Regions from separate parts of the Danio rerio genome. Here region 2 is linked to region 1. The links are chromatin contacts, called in public Micro-C maps. All regions are on one chromosome and are shown on one strand. The core of a region is the stretch at or near the end of the contact, and the rest is flanking DNA. Distances in the headings are between cores, read along the strand shown. Region 1 holds the start of ska2 (spindle and kinetochore associated complex subunit 2). Region 2 holds the start of eva1c (eva-1 homolog C (C. elegans)).

What was found. Hi-C and Micro-C count contacts between places; a contact is called where the count stands out from the background.
Region 2: a contact with region 1 is called in a Micro-C map of caudal fin, with 2.8 times the contacts expected there. The contact joins the promoter of eva1c here to the promoter of ska2 in region 1. A contact is called at or near these places in 2 of 18 Hi-C or Micro-C datasets (caudal fin and hematopoietic stem cells) and 1 of 4 datasets of contacts at active chromatin or transcription factors (embryo).

Annotation. Positions count from the first base shown.
Region 1 is chr10:38,375,186-38,377,885 of GRCz12tu, reverse strand. It overlaps ska2 (spindle and kinetochore associated complex subunit 2), which reads left to right and starts at 1,300. Exons shown (of 7, transcript NM_001199675.1): 1 at 1,300-1,368. The coding sequence starts at 1,339. It also overlaps a transcript of mdh2 not described here.
Region 2 is chr10:38,595,440-38,598,139 of GRCz12tu, reverse strand. eva1c (eva-1 homolog C (C. elegans)) reads left to right here and starts at 1,251. Exons shown (of 9, transcript XM_073915018.1): 1 at 1,251-1,380; 2 at 1,499-1,808. mis18a (MIS18 kinetochore protein A) reads right to left here and starts at 869. Exons shown (of 5, transcript XM_021479407.3): 1 at 616-869; 2 at 274-340. The coding sequence starts at 823. It also overlaps a transcript of cfap298 not described here.

The DNA.
Region 1 (2,700 bases), core at 51-2,550:
CGCATGTCTTTGGACTTGTGTGGGAAACCAGAGCACCCGAAGGAAACCCACGCGAACACGGGGAGAATATGCAAACTCCACACTGAAACGCCAACTGACCCAGCTGAGGCTCAAACCAGCAAACTTCTTGCTGTGAGGAGATGGCACTACCTACTGCACCACCGCGTCGCCCTACTTGTCAAAATCAAAAATGAAAAAGACAAAATGTCCATAAAGAAACACAAGTGATAAAACAGGTAGGGAAGCGGGCGCAAAGTAATGCAGGGTAAAATGTAACAATGAGTTTTAAGGTATTTGCTCAGGGTTAACCATGGCATGCTTCCGCGGTTTTCAACACAGTGTCAGCAGACATCTTCCTGCCAGTTATTGAAAAAGTTGGGGGAAATTTGGCAGAGAAATACAGGAGAAACCATTTTTGCAGAATTATTAGCCCCCCTTTGATTTTTATTTCTTTTTTTTTATATTTACCAAATGATGCTTAACAGAGCACTGAAATTTTTATAGTATGTCTGATAATATTTTTTCTTCAGGAGAAAGCCTTATTTGTTTTATTTCGGCTAGAAGAAAAGCAGTTTTACATTTTTAAAAAAACACTTTAAGGACAAAATTATATATATTTTAATATATTTTTTTCAATAGTCTACAGAACAAACCGTCATTATAAAATTACTTTTTTTAATTGTGAAAGTATAAACATAACATCTTATTTTGCTGTGATTACCGTCTTCTAGGTTAAAAGACGAAACCATTTAAATAGATGTAAAAAAAAAAACAGAGTGACTGCTAGCCAGTTTTGGGGAAAACACAACACTGCAGGGTTAGTCGTAACTGACAAAGCGTTACAAATAAGCCACACACTGCTGGACACTAATTAAACTAACAAAATCTGTTTGAGTGTAATGTTGGGAACTCTTTGTATATAAAATATTTTTTGTAATAGAAAAAAAAAAAAGTAAAATTCTCTTTATGATCAGGGGTCCCAAGAGCGGAATGAACTGCCAACTTATCCAGCATATGTTTTATGCAGCGGATGCTCTTCCAGCTGCAATCCATCACTGGGAAACACCCATACACTATCATTCACACAGATGCACGACGGACAATTTAGCTCACCCAACATATATTTCCCACTACACATATTCAAAGAGTAACGTATGCGGTACAGTCTCACTCTGAACAAGTGCGTTAGAATTCCATCCCGCCCCTTTTCCTCTTTCTCCTTCCAAACGGACCAATCACCATCCCCACTCTGTGACAGCTGACCAATCAGAGACGGTCTTGCGTTCTGCTGCGAGCTTTATATTTCCGGGGCTGCTTCAGGAATGTAAACTATTCAACATGGAGACAGTTGATAAGCTGGAGGCGATGGTAAGCTGTTTTTTTCTCAGCTAAACCTTTACATCAAATGTTTTTGCGTATATTGCGGTCGTATGCGTCTAGTTGGTAATAACACCTGCGTTTTTATGTTAGAAAACGTGATGTAGAGTAAAACACGAAGAGCTGCATGTTATGTATTTGCCTCTGACTTTCCCTCAGGTTGGAGGGGAGAAAATTACGAAAAACATGTCGCTTGATGGCTAGCTAGTGCCACTGCTAATGCAGTACTCAGTCGTTTTTAATTCAAAGATCAGTCTACGTACTATTAAATAACTATGAGGTGCATATTTTATAACGAAACCACGATATCCAGGGCAAAAATATTGGTTTAGCTGGATAGCTGGTGTGTGAATCGGCGGTGAGGGGACTGCGGGTGCGGGAGGGCCTGTGCGCGTGTCCGCGAGACTGCGCGCTGCAGCACCAACTTTATTTCTTACTGTACAGTACGAGATATTGATATATCTGTAAATTGTGAGGGCTTTATGTACACGAGGAACGAGCTTATCGCTCTAGAACTGTTGTTAGGAACAGATAATTTTAAGTTACACAAAATATGTCTAGTCTATTGGTTTTGAAAGACGTATTGCAAATTGTAATGTCTTGCTAATAGTAAGATTGCATGCATGTACATATGTCGTTAATGCCACCTTCGTCTTTTAGTGATTTAAGTAATACATTAAACATGCATTAATGTATATATTTTTTCATGAGTTCAAATCTCATTAGATTTTTAGGTGGCAATAGGGGGCGTAGTATTTCCAACATTAGTAACTTTTTATCCTCCTTTTTTCCCTGTGATTTCCTACACCATTGGGTTAAAAACAAATCTACAATTTAGAGTTTTTTTTGTTTTTATTTTTAACTTTAACACAACAAAACAGTACAGGATATGGCTGTAAAGGGATATTAATCCAATATTAATGTCACAAAAACAAAACAAAAAAGCCATTTTTCATTTTGTATTAAAATTCCTGAAACCGTTTACTCTGAAAGAGAGCCCAAAAAAAAAAGTGATGTTAATCCAAAACCAAATTCACATAAAAGTGATTTAAAACTGATTGTCAGACTCTAAATCAGAATCTCTCTCAACTATCTTATAAAGAATCCTCTCTGCTTCAGTTCTGCCCCCTACAACATGCAGTCATTAATTACATTAAGATGGTCCTGGTGTCCACTATAGTGGACATGTAAAGGATGACATTTTGAAACACAAACAAGTTAACAGCTTTGAAAGCTAAATGTATTGTTCAATGGGTGGGGTCTTTGTGCATGAGCAGAGAAAATTGGCGCGCAAGCAAAGAGATCCGCATGCTTGTAGGCTAT
Region 2 (2,700 bases), core at 2-2,501, 220 kb before region 1:
ACAGTGCAAAAAAACATATTTTTGCCAGAAAAATTTGTACCAACTTCTTTAAATATGCTGTAATACTTTCCTACAAATTTTATGAATTAAGGTAGGATATAAATACATGCAGCCACAAAAAAAGAGTATTATTCAATTGTCATTTTAAAACTTCATATTAATTTGTCAGAAAATAAAAACCAAAATAACATAAATCACTTGCTCTTTTGTGTATATATAACAAACACAAAGATGTGTGTGTGAGACAGTAAATTATGAAAAATTCATCCTCACCATCCAAGCTCCTTTCGGGTCCCAGAAACAAATGGCTCTTTGCCTACAACAATGTTGTCAGTAATCCCTAAAAATCCACATGTAAAAGTCAAGATATAAGCTTTAAGACATATTACTGCTAAACTCTGTGTGTTACAGTGTCATGAATTAATATACATCTAAATGTAAAACAACTTCAGAATTGAAACAAGTGTATACAAATATTACTGTTTTTATTATTTCCATCAGACTACAGATAACATTTTGAAATTATTTAACAAAACAAAACTAGTATGTTTGATCAAAACATGGTTATAACTAGTATTTTACATAAATAACACAATTGAATGGAAGAATAGTTACGTTTGAGCATGATTTGGTTGTTCTCATCATCGCTCCCAGCCCAGGACAGACTGTCTCCGATTGGCAGCTTGCATTTGCCGCACATAAACACCGCTGGACCGTCGCTTTCTCCATCTTCCTCCACTCTACTCCTGCTGTCAGCGGAACTCTCGCAAACAGAGTATGTTTTATGGCTACATTCATCGGGGATTTTAATTTTGCCAGCCATCTGAAACCCCAGTGTTTTCAAACGTACGCGGGAGCAGTTCTTCTGTGAACTCGCAGCTAAGTTGACCACCACGCAGCGCCATCTGCTGCACCGGAGAAACACTTTCACTTCATTCTAAACGTCTTAATCTAACCGAACTCACAAACACATATGTAATACAATACTTTCAAAACAAGACAAGCAAACATATGGCTATATTATTGACTTATTACATATTTTAAATTAAATGTTGTTGACTTTATAAAGTTTTGCTTCAGAAAGCAAATGGTTTGTTGACTATTCAATTGATTAATTATTAAATCAATAAATGATTATTTAATAAATATAAAAAATACACACTTTGATCAGATTGGTTATAAAATCCAAACCCGTGCCTCTCAACTCCTACCCACTGCCTATTTGAGGCATTTACCGCCACGCCCCGTCCAAAATTTTTATTCATCCTACTCAAAAATCACTTTCTGGGTGTCAAAACACGTCCTGGTACCATAAGAAGTCTCACCGGTGACCACAAAGCCATCAACAACCGAATAACAATGCAAAGTCGCCGGTTTCAGGTACCACTGACTTGTTGCGCACTTGCTATTTCCCCATTTCAGGCTTCAACACAATGACTGCGTCGCTTACAAATGTTTTCTTTCCGCCTTAAATCTTCTGACTGTATTTTAATTATAGGAGAAAGGCTACCGAGGAGTTCGCTTTGGCTCTTGAGGACTGGGATGTCCGAGTCGCGGTATGAAGACATACTTTAGCCGGGTGAGAGTAACCGCAGGTGGGAGAGGAACACGGGAGTTTGTGACAGCGAGCGTTTCTCCAGCACGCGCTTGAATGCACGCGGATTTGATGCAGAAATAATTGCAGACTGTTACTATGATCTCAGCGCAGCACCTGAGAAGCTGCCGTGCACCTGGGCTCTGTCTTCAAATACTTTACAGTGTACTCATACTGTGGACCAAAGAAATGGACGGACTCTCGGATTTCTCAAGTAAGTCAAGTACCTATTCATGAAGGTTTCATAAATGTACAAGATTAGTTTTACATATACAGAGAACGCATATTATATTAGTGTCTAATTTTTTCCAAACAACCTGTCAAAATTAAATGTCACTGTCATTTATGTAGCCTGTATTCATCCAAAATTAAATTACTTCTCTGATCTGTTATAAAAAGTAATATTATATTGTATTAGGTTTTTTTTTCTTTAAATAGCCTAATTAAATGCTTCATCCTGACAATTGCAGAAACCCAAGTAATTTTTGACATTTAATTCGTATTTTAGGGCTGCACTCCAACCCATATTTTAATGTCTATGTCAAGTCAAAATCTCATCAAATCATTCTTCTTTTAAATATTCCTGACAGACATACATAGACAGACAGACACAGAAAGACTAACATATTGATAGACAGACGTACAGACAGATACACAGATACAGACAGACAGACAGAAACAGAAACAGACATACAGGCAGATAGATAGATAGATAGATAGATAGATAGATAGATAGATAGATAGATAGATAGATAGATAGATAGATAGATAGATAGATAGATAGATAGATATTGATAGACAGACAGACAGACAGACAGACAGACAGACAGACAGACGGACGGACGGATGGATAGATATATAAACAGACAGACAGACAAATATTGATAGATAGATAGATAGATAGATAGATAGATAGATAGATAGATAGATAGATAGATAGATAGATAGATAGATAGATAGATAGATAGACAGATAGACGGACGGATGGATAGACAGACATACAGACAGCTATATATATATATATATATATATATATATATATATATATATATATACAGACAGACAGACAGAAAGATAGACAGATAGATAGATAGATAGATAGATAG